Regions from separate parts of the Mus musculus genome. Here region 2 is linked to region 1. A link is a contact called in public Hi-C data. All regions are on one chromosome and are shown on one strand. Each heading gives the region's core, a stretch centred on a gene start, on an enhancer-like site or on the middle of the called end of the contact. The rest is flanking DNA. Distances are from core to core; before and after follow the strand shown. Region 1 holds the start of Ocrl (OCRL, inositol polyphosphate-5-phosphatase). Region 2 overlaps Ocrl (OCRL, inositol polyphosphate-5-phosphatase).

Region 1 (5,655 bases), core at 336-2,835:
TTCCTTCTTTGTGAATTAGACAGCCTGGGACCAAGGATTTAAAAGTAGAGTCCAAGACACTTTTTCATGCAGAATCCAGTGTTAAGAGATGGTAGGAACTAAGTGATCAATACCTGTTAAACTGGGGGGAAAAATCTATTCCCAGAAACCAGTGAACCAAGGGAAGTAGCTTGCACATATACAGCGATAGGGCACTGTGATATGAAACGGTCACCGTGGAAACTTTAAAGATGAAGTATTAGTGGCAAGGGGGCAAGGTTAGCAGCTGTGGTGACTGCTTATGAAAATAATCATCTGCTCAATCAGTCATCTGTATTTACTGAGCTGCCATCATCCCAGGAAGAGTTGGAGGTGACATGCACTGAGAAAAATGTCAAATGCCATTCTGTTTCTACACATTTCATTAACTTTGCTTTCCAAATAGTCCGGTCCAGTGCGACAGTGGCTGCCCTGCGCCAACACATTAGTGAATTAATGCATTTGCCTTCAAGCAAACGGAAAAAAAAAAGAGGATCTGGGGACAGGAAGAACCAGTTGAATGGGAAAAAAGACATGTCTGTAACATTAGCAACATAGCATTTCCATTGCACTTTTACTTGTAAGCCACTTTTGCCTGGGTGGTCCCCCAGTTTTATCTCCAATAGCCATAAGACAGTTTATGGTTTTATTCAACTCAAGAGGAAACCAAGGCTCAGAAAGCTTGATTAACTTGGGTTACACAACGCATGTCAGTTACAGACAGGGTGAAGGAACTAAGAACCCAGGCTTCCTGCTTTCCTGTCCATTGAGTCCATCCACTGAGCCACAGGGCCCAGGAGTTATCTAGTAGCTTAGAAGTTGGGGGTGGGAGGCCCTGGCTCAGGCAGCTCACTCTACACACCTAGCTGTGAACCTGTTGCCCTCTTGGCCAAGGTGGGTGGCTCCCTGCGGTTTCAGGCTCAAGGAGGTTTATAGAAGAAGGCGCTCTCCTCGGTGGGAGTCAGATTACTTACTCATACTGCCCATTCCTCCGGGCTAGGGTCAGGACGCAGGGTTCCCGGAGGGGACCCTTCATCTCCAAACCCGCCACCATATGCAGGCACTGGTCAAGGATCTCTAATTTTTCTTTTTCTTTCTTTTCTTTTCTTTTTCTTTTTTTTTTTTTTTTTTTTTTTTTTTTGCAAACGCAGCCAAATTGGGGTGACGCGGGGCCAGACTCATATCGTCAGCTCTCCTCAGCTATCCCAGCGTCCACTCCTGAGCAGGTCCCCTTTCCCTACTCTGCTCGCCCTAGGACATGCTGCACCCCAACCCGCACCCCACGCCCTTACGGCCTCCCTTCCCCTTCCCCCCTTCTCTCAGACGGATACTGCCAGGGGCTGAGCTCCAATCGGGAGCCGCGGCTCCATCAGGGCGGCCTCCAGGCTCTGCGGGGCTGCGGACTGCCAGCGGATTCCACGACACCACCTCCTGCGGCCTGCCGCCGGCCTGCCTCGCCTAGGCGGAGAGGAAGGGCTCCAGCGCTGGGAGCCTGGAAGCCCGGGAGCCCGGGAACCCGGGAGCCCGGGAGCCAGCCGGGGAGCTTTAGAGCCGGGAGGAGAGAGACTGACCAGAGAGAGAGAGCGGCGCCTCCCGCCCCCGCCCGCCTGCCAGGCCGCCGCAGATTTCGCCCCCTGCGGCCAACCTGGGGAACTGCAGCTAGGCACCCGAAGGACTTGGGGACTCCATAGCAGGTCCCTCTTCAAATTGCTATCTGCAACATCCTAGAAGGGATCTGAGGACTTTGAAGATGCTCAGAGAAAAGAAACTGCTACACCAGTTGAACTGGGCCTATAGGACCCACAAGCATACTATTCTCCCACCCCCAAATCCTTAAGGTTTTGAAGGTTATGAAGCCTTCTATTGATCATCGTTTAAGGTGTTTTCTCTTTCCATTTCTTTCTTCTATCCCCTAAATTGGAAAATGACTCATAGCTCAGCCTTCTGTTCTTCTATTTCCCATTTTTCATCCTCTCCAGGTGACTTCCAAGTGTATAAAGTTCAAGCACACAGGGTGAGTCTAGGCCTCTTAGTGTAGCCCATTGTGAAAATACTTCTCATTGACAAAACTAACTCACCTTTTCACTCTGCCACCAGCCCGGAAATTTAAAGCTACAAGCTATCTTCCTCTTATCTTCTCTCCTCCTCCCCACCCCCCACCCCCCCCCCCCCGCCATCACTCTACTATGATATCCCATCTGGGTTACTGAATTTCCCTCCAAAGAAATCCTGTTAGTTGCACTTCTCCTTTAAGCTAGCTTCTTTCTTTCTTTCTTCCTTCCTTTCTTTCTTTCTTTCTTTCTTTCTTTCTTTCTTTCTTTCTTTCTTTTTCTCTTTCTTAAGATCTATTTATTTATTATATGTAAATACACTGTAGCTGTTTTCAGACTGCTCCGGCCCCACTCGCCCAGCCCTCTTGCTGCTTTGTTCAGACACCCAAGAAGAGGGCATCAGATCTCATTACAGATGGTTGTGAGCCACCATGTGGTTCTGGGATTTGAACTCAGGAGCTTCAGAAGAGCAGTCAGTGCTCTTAAGGGCTGACACATCTCTCCAGCCCCTCCTTTAACTTTTCTTCTCTGTTGAAAGCCACCAAAAGTGCTACTATTTCAGTTGTTTGAATACAGACCAGTGGAATGGAGAATATAGCGCTCAAATACACCCACAGGCTTATAGAAGATTAATACTCAGTATATATGTCATTTCCTATCAGTGAGGGAAGAATCTATTCTTCACTAAATAACACTTGGGATATTGATTTTTCCACATGTAAAATTGTAAAATTTGATTTTCATCTCACACCATGAAAAGGGAAATTAATTTCAGGATATCTTATAGTTGGTAGACAACCTGAGCTTACCAGACAAGCTGTGTGTGCTATGGAGAGGTAAGATTAACCAAGCACTTTAGAGCCCAAAAGATCACAAATGAGTCCCAGATATTTGACAGTAAGCTTTTTATACTTTTGGATTTGTTTTGTTTTGCTTTCACCTGATTGTAATCATGTTCTGGTTCTTCTCTCTGGAATAAGAAGGCATGGAACTTGTTTTGGATTTTTTTTCCATTTTTTATTAGGTATTTAGCTCATTTACATTTCCAATGCTATACCAAAAGTCCCCCATATCCACCCACCCCCACTCCCCTGCCCACCCACTCCCCCTTTTTGGCCCTGGTGTTCCCCTGTACTGGGGCATATAAAGTTTGCAAGTCCAATGGGCCTCTCTTTCCAGTGATGGCCGACTAGGCCATCTTTTGATATATATGCAGCTAGAGTCAAGAGCTCCGGGGTACTGGTTAGTTCATAATGTTGTTCCACCTATAGGGTTGCAGATCCCTTTAGCTCCTTGGCTACTTTCTCTAGCTCCTCCATTGGAGCCCTATGATCCATCCATTAGCTGACTGTGAGCATCCACTTCTGTGTTTGCTGGGCCCCGGCATCGTCTCACAAGAGACAGCTACATCTGGGTCCTTTCAATAAAATCTTGCTAGTGTATGCAATGGTGTCAGCGTTTGGATGCTGCTTATGGGGTGGATCCCTGGATATGGCAGTCTCTACATGGTCCATCCTTTCCTCTCAGCTCCAAACTTTGTCTCTGTAACTCCTTCCATGGGTGTTTTGTTCCCAAATCTAAGGAGGGGCATAGTGTCCACACTTCAGTCTTCATTCTTCTTGAGTTTCATGTGTTTAGCAAATTATATCTTATATCTTGGGTATCCTAGGTTTGGGGCTAATATCCACTTATCAGTGAGTACATATTGTGTGAGTTTCTTTGTGAATGTGTTACCTCACTCAGGATGATGCCCTCCAGGTCCATCCATTTGGCTAGGATGTTTTGGATTTTTTTAATTTGTTAATTTTTTAAAGATTAATTTATTTATTATATGTAAGTACACTGTAGCTGTCTTCAGACACTCCAGAAGAGGGCGTCAGATCTCGTTACGGGTGGTTGTGAGCCACCATGTGGTTGCTGGGATTTGAACTCCGGACCTTCGGAAGAGCAGTCGGGTGCTCTTACCCGCTGAGCCATCTCACCAGCCCTATTTTGGATTTTTATAAGAACCTGTAGTTAGATTTTGGATTTTGAAAGAGAACTTAAACTTTAAAATTGTGGATTTTTAAAAACACTGAAACTTTTAAGAGTTGTATTGATATTAAGGTGATATCTCAGGAAAAATAAATGAAAAAGGGAAGGTGTAAAAGGGTGTGTTTCTGTGTCAACATTGACAAAGAGTGGAAGGTCATGGTTTTTGTAAACTTGATACAAGCAAAGCCATACCTGGGAGGAAGGAATTCCAACTGGGGAATTGCCTCTATCAGATTGGCCTGTGGAAGCATTTTTCTGATTACTGATTGGTGTGGCAGAGCCCAGCCCACTGAGCAGGTATGCCTATGCTGACAGACAGCTAAGCAAGTCAAGGACAATGACCCAGTAGGCAGTATTCCTCCATGATACCTGCTTCAGTTCATGCCCTGGCTTCTGTTGATGATGGATTCTAACCTGTAAGATGAATAAGCACCTTTCCTCTCCAAGCTGGTTTTGGTTAGTATTTTATCACAGCAACAGAGAACAAACTAGGAAAGGTGGATGAAAAATCAGACGGTGAAAAACAAAAGGTTGCAACTTTCAGAAGAAAATGGGACAATAAGGGGTGGCAGGCTATATGGGACAGCACATACATTTAGCATCCACTAGTCACTGCAAACTCCTAGCAACAAAATTATTGTCTTAAAATAGAACAAGAATGATAACTTTAGTTACACTATTTTTCATAACTTATATACTTTAAGACAATCTAATGAGGCATGACACGTACCTTAAATTCAGTACTCAGTGGCAGAAGTAGATGAATTCTGAGTTTGAAGGTAGCCTAGGTAACACAGAACGTTCAAGACTAGATCTTACTCCATGGGAAACAAGAAGATGCAGCTCATCTTAGTGTACTTGTCTACCATGTGCCAGGCTCTGGGTTTAATAACTAGCAACACACACACACACACACACACACACACACACACACACACGCACGCCCTACTTTATTTCTATTCAGGGAAACTAAAAAACAAACAAACAAACAAACAAACAAAACCAAAACAAAACAAAAACCCCCATGAAATATTTCACAATCCTTTATTTGGCAAAAAAATTAAAATGTTGGGCATCATCTGTTAGGTTTCAGGCCCTCCATATAGCTAGCTAGAAATGAGCTCAAGATGGACTATGAAAGGCCCTCTGGTGGTTAGATAAAAGCCAGCAAGTTCCTCGGAATTTGGAAAACAAGTTTCCCACCCTCATAATGAATCCCTCCCTCCAGCTACTTGTCCCTCCTATAATCCTCATGGCTTGCCTACCCCATGCTCTCTTGCTACTCTCTAGTCTCTGTTCTCTCTTATTCTCACTATGTATGCTCTATCTCTTGCTATGCTCTCTCCACCAGTCTCCTTTCTTTCTGTTCCAGACTCTTCTAGATGCTTCGGGATATTTTCTCTCTTTTATCCATAATAAAAACTCCCCCCTCCCGCCCCAGCAGAGTAGTCAGTTGGCAGTTTCTTTACTGTATCCCTCTCATATACAGCACCGATTTTGTGAGGATGTAGAACACAGACGACTTTGGTTGAATTTGTACTACAATTTTAAG
Region 2 (5,782 bases), core at 2,357-4,856, 37 kb before region 1:
AATTGATGTACTAATATGGGGCCTGGAAGCTGGCTCACTTGATAGAAGTATATGTATGCAGACCTACTTCAATCCCTAGAGCCCACAAGGTGGACGGAGAGAAGCAACTCCCAAGAGTTGGCCTGACCAACACACAATATATATTTTAACTTAGTGGACAGACAGTATCTTTTATTAATAGAATGCTTGTCTGGCATGAATGAGGCGCTGAGTTCCACCCCCAATGCCACAAACCTGAGGAATGGAAAAGAAGAAACTCTTAAAGAGGAATCCAAAGGACTGCGAAGATGCTAGTGGAGAGGCAGCAAACGGACATGCGGAGTTTATTTCTTTGTGGCTGTGATGACGGCTCCATGGTTCATTCACTTGCCACACAAGTGTGATGGACTCTCGATCCCCAGAACCAAGAAAATGCCGAGTGGATGTGGTAGCCCGCCTGTACTTCTAGCCTTGGGGGATAAGAGGCCCTCAGAGTAAGCTGTGTATGAAGACTAGCCATATCACTGAGGTCTGGGTTTATCTGAGAAACTTCCCCAATGTATAAGGTGGTGGGCGACAAATGGAAAATGATTCTCAGCATCAAGGAACAGGGCTTCACACGCATGCATGCATATGCGCGCACACACAAGTATACATGTACATCACACACATTTCGAAGTGTAAAAAGGAAAAAAAATACAGTGATCTTACTTCTCTGGATGTAGGCATAAAGAAAACAAATGTAAATTACACTTAGTCCAATGCTAGATTGAATTAGAAGTAGAAAAGGTTACTTCTTCCCTGAGTGACCTGACATCTAAGCAGCATATTGCAAATCATTCCTTAGCCTAATAGTTACTCTACGAAGAACGTTCCCAGTAGTGAATGTAGATAAAACAATATAAAAGAGTTCTCTGTAAGTAGAAGATCCAGTTGATAGTGGCAAGGATTAAACCCAGGGCCTGGGGTATGTGAGGAAAGTGTTCTACCACTGAGCTGCACCCCCAGCCCCTCTGCCCACTTTTTAGAGTAGACAAAGCTTGTCAAATTTCCCTAGCTAGCCTTGGTCCTGGGATCCTCCCGCCTTTCATCTTTCAAGAAGCTGGATAAAAAGTGTGTGCCACCAAGCTCCACCAGAAGGTTCACATTTAAGAATAACTAAATGGAAATCAAAGCTCTCAGAAGAAATAGTTCATTTGACATAGAGAAGAAAGAAATCATACATGCAAGAGGATAAGAAAGGCGTCATTAGATCAGTAAGATAAAGAGAGAGAAACAATCACTGGCATCAGCTGAGTCAGCACGTTCTTCTCTCAGACTTTATACCTATCCCTCTCCTCATTGGCATGGTCTCCACCCAGCTTTCCTCTTTTTTCATGTTTGTACTTGCAGCCAAAATCCTTAACCAGCTCTGGCACTTCAAGCCTGGTCTCTTTTTCTATTAGCTCATTCTATGTGCAACATCAGAAGGTCCCTTCTAATATGCCAACTTACAACTTTGTATTAGTCCTCAAAGTCTCCTGAAGGTTCTAGGTAATCTCTGGCTCAAGCAGAAGTGCATCTCTTGATCTCCAGACCACTGCCTGCCTCTACCCTACAGAACCTACAAAAAGGCAACTATTGTGAATACAAATTATAATCTCCACAACATTCAGTTTAAGTCATTTCCCAAAATATTGACAACCAAATATAGTGAACATTAGCCAAATGATCTTGAATGAAACTTTCTTTTAACCATGATTTAGGATTTAGCTAGACTGTGCATGCAAGGATACCTTCATGGCCACTAAATTACAGAAACTCACATCATCTCCACACTACTTTATATCCAGTATGTAATAAATATTGATGATTATTCTCTAGTTAACATGTTAGTTAATCAGAAAAATAGACCTTTGTTCTGAAAAAGAATAAAAATAGTCACAACAAGCCGGGCAGTGGTGACGCACGCCTGTAATCCCAGCACTTGGGAGGCAGAGGCAGGCGGATTTCTGAGTTCGAGGCCAGCCTGGTTTACAGAGTGAGTTCCAGGACAGCCAGGGCTATACAGAGAAACCCTGTCTTGAACCCCCACCCCCCCAAAAAAGTCACAACAGCAAGTAATTCTTATCCATTCCCTCTTAAGCTAATTCCTACTATCCTAGGCATTGTAGGATCTTTCTTATTAAGAATGGTTGGAAGAACAAAAAGATTCAAGCCAATGATCTCATTTTGAATTCGGTAGTTCTGTAGGAAGTAAGTGGAACATTGGAATCATTCCGAAACAGTACAGGGAGACAGAGCACATGTACTGAACCCACTTCCGGCTCCACCATGAATTTATAGCACACAATACAATAGAGGACATGTACTAGTATTAGAACCATCGTCTCATGGGCTTTGAAATATCCTGTCAAGTCCTGGAAAAACCATAAGACCTAAGGAAGTATTCTGGACTTGAAGCAAGAGGAAAGGTGTTCAGAAAAGGGGTGTGACTATTTTAGATTCCTGTTTACTGCCTCTTAACAATATGGCTAATTTCCTCATTGATGAGATTCAATAACTTAATAATACTGAAACGCAATAAGCCGTGGTAAGAATGAGAACCCTAAGGCCTCCAAAATACAAACTTTCAAAATAAGCAAATGATCATGAATACATAATTTAATTAAAAAAATGCCAGCCAGGTGTGGTGGCACACACCTTTAATCCCAGCACACGGAAGGCAGAGGCAGGCGAATTTCTGAGTTCGAGGCCAGCCCGGTCTACAGAGTGAGTTCCAGGACAGCCAGGACTATACAGAGAAACCCTGTCTCAAAAAAACCAAAACAAACAAACAAACAAACAAACAAACAAACAAACAAAAAACAAAAGCCAAAAACGCCATTCTGTAATTATAGATAACCAAGATTCTATTTCTTTAACCTTGAACCAATTATGTCTTAGAAGAGGGAAGATGGCTCTATACAGAGCCAAGATTCTTCTAATAGTTTTATATACTTTCTATTTATGGGGAAATGTGATTGAATTGCCTGATAATATATTTAATAGATAGTAAGAGCTTTTAAAGCTGGTTGAGCCTCCCAGTCATTCCCAGAACATGGAAAAATTATGGCCAGGGCACTATAATGCTGCTGCTGACTTTGATAAAAATAAGCCTTTTGTCTCATACTGCTTTGAGCAATTTTTTTTTGTTCTACTGGTCTTTTACCTGTATATTATGATGTCTGTGTGCTTATGGCTTTTGTTTGTATGTGTTTCTTGTTTTTTTTTCTTTAAAAAATTATAGTCTGTTTTGTCTGCCTACTTGTTTGTTTTCTAAAGACAGAGAGAAAGAAAGGGTGTGGAGTTAGGTGACTGGGTGGGGTGGAAAGGATTCCGGAGGAGCTGGGGGAGGGGAAGCACGATCAGACACTACTGTATAATTGTTTTCCATAAAAAAATTGGTGGTAGAAGAAAAACAATTTCAAGAAATAGCAGAATGACAGGATATGAATTTCTGCAGAAAAGGGCTTTCTTTCAAACACAGGTAAAACCTTCCATCATGAGAGCTCTATGGAAACAAATGACATTCCAGCGCTGGAATGTGCTCTCTGAGTCACAGGTGCAAGGGTTCCATGGCAACCGCACAGATTACATTCAGACAAGCCAGCAGGCTGCGGCAGCTCTAACCCTTCCTGATGGACCATACAATCACTGGCTATTCCCAGGCCTGAGCACCATTGTGATTTTATATACAAATGGTAACCCTTGGCTCTTCCCTTCATTATATCTGGAGGAAAAAAAAAGCTAAGTGCCAATCTGTACACAAATCTAACAATAGTTTCATTTAGCAGAAAAATTTTTAATAGGATGGCTTGCTATTCAATCTTTTTTTTTTAAACTGAAAATAATATGCTTTTCCCACATAAGAATAGAGACATTATCTAGTAGCTTGGCTTGTGAAAGGGGGTGGATATAATTCTTTTTTTTTTCTTTCTTGAGTCACACACATTAAGTGAAGAAGCGTCAGTACATGTTATACCCATCTATAGACTGAATTTATAGCTCAGTTGGTAGAGGCCCTGCCTCACATGCAAGTAGCCCTAGATTTAGTCCCCAATACTCCATAAACCAGATATGGTGGGCTATACCTGTGATCCCACACTGGGGAGGTGGAGGCAGGAAGATCAGAAGTTTAAATTAATTCTCAGTTGAAGAGGAAATTCAAGTCCAGCCAGGGTTACCAAAGGGGTAAAAAATGCCGACTCCTAGGTTCCATGTCTTAAGATTCTATTACCAGTGGTGAATGGGGCAGGGGAGAGCCTCTACTTGCAGTAAGCACCCCTAGGGACTATGATGTAAGCTCTGTAAGCATCCATAACAGCCTCTGCTCTCATCAGCAGCCGAGTTTGATATACTGTAGCGAGGAATACTGGAGTTTGATATACTGTAGAGAGGAATACTGGAGTTTGATATACTGTAGAGAGGAATACTGGAGTTTGATATACTGTAGAGAGGAATACTGGAGTTTGATATACTGTAGGGAGGAATACTGGAGTTTGATATACTGTAGGGAGGAATACTGGAGTTTGATATACTGTAGGGAGGAATACTGGAGTTTGATATACTGTAGAGAGGAATACTGGAGTTTGATATACTGTAGGGAGGAATACTGGAGTTTGATATACTGTAGGGAGGAATACTGGAGTTTGATATACTGTAGAGAGGAATACTGGAGTTTGATATACTGTAGGGAGGAATACTGGAGTTTGATATACTGTAGGGAGGAATACTGGAGTCAGAAAATCTGGGTCTGTCACTAACTCATCTGACTATGGGCAAGTGAATCCCTTGGGCCTCAGTCTTCCTGTAAGCACAATGAGAAGAATAATGCATGGTGCACCTACCACACCTAGCATACATGCCAATTTATGTAAGTGTGATGAGCTTAGTGAGCACAGCTTGGAGAGGGGGCCTTTGAGCTCATTTTGGAAGTACAATATATTATCTATTATGGTCCCAACAAGACTTAACTACAGAGTAGACTTTCCTTTTCCCTCCTAGGCTTAATTTAATCAAAGTAGTGCTTAGATAAAGTGACATTCTCCTCTATCATTTGTCAGTTCCCATGACCCCAGAAGAAGAGAGAAGGCACAGAAATAATGGGGCAAAACATGCAAATTAAATGTAAAGAAGGTTGCTGTCTGAGGATGTGTCTCACCAGGTCTATGAGTTTGGTGACAGGAACTTCTCGAATTGGTCTTTTCATTCGGCACAAAGCCTCCAATGAGGTTCCAAAGCAACTTGGGAGGTAATTCCCACCGATGGTCAAGAAGTAATCTTTGCCTCGATCCAAATGGAGGACAAGAATATCTTCAATCTTATCTTCACCGGAGTTCAGGATGGTTACAGAGTCTTTGCTGACGTATACATCAAGGGAGATGTCTAAGGTCTCGTCTGAAATGAAAGAGATGGTGCATCGTAGCACAGATCTTTCCTGTGGAAAAGCAATTCTGCTCCAAAGCAAAAAACAGAACTACCAGGCAACAACAGGGAAGAGATGGGACACACAACAGAGGTATCACCAATATCAGGACAGTGCAGGTGAGAGACAAGTGATTAGAGAACAAGAAGTTAATTTAAGCCAGGGTTGTGGGAGGCTTGAGGAGTTGTGTGTGGCAAGAAGACAGTGGTAAAGGGGAAACTCACTTGGCTCCAAGTAGCCCTCAAAAGGTTCAGCTCGAAGCCATGGCTTGCAGTATTGGCTGTCATTAAGCTTAGGGATGAAAGAAAAATGGCAGGGAACCTGTCCATTGTTGCTGATCTGGAACTTCTCCTTTTG

What was found. A called contact is a pair of places that touch in the nucleus more often than the background predicts.
Region 2: a contact with region 1 is called in a Hi-C map of embryonic stem cells, with 2.2 times the contacts expected there. The contact joins the enhancer-like site here to the promoter of Ocrl in region 1. A contact is called at or near these places in 7 of 484 Hi-C or Micro-C datasets (cortical neurons, embryonic stem cells, granulocyte-monocyte progenitors and 2 more), 1 of 115 datasets of contacts at active chromatin or transcription factors (embryonic stem cells) and 3 of 9 other capture datasets (adipose tissue, liver and pancreatic islet).

Annotation. Positions count from the first base shown.
Region 1 is chrX:47,908,386-47,914,040 of GRCm38.p6, reverse strand. It overlaps Ocrl (OCRL, inositol polyphosphate-5-phosphatase), which reads right to left and starts at 1,585. Exons shown (of 24, transcript NM_177215.3): 1 at 1,350-1,585; 2 at 993-1,072. The coding sequence starts at 1,388.
Region 2 is chrX:47,947,740-47,953,521 of GRCm38.p6, reverse strand. It overlaps Ocrl (OCRL, inositol polyphosphate-5-phosphatase), which reads right to left. Exons shown (of 24, transcript NM_177215.3): 17 at 5,650-5,782; 18 at 5,162-5,397. Among named protein-coding and RNA genes, the nearest start is that of Ocrl, 38 kb to the right of the region's middle. Within about 2 kb of position 3,606, at least 10 of the 459 cell types and tissues checked have an H3K27ac peak or open chromatin away from gene starts, as enhancers often do. A contact at or near this core is called in embryonic stem cells, where this site is marked.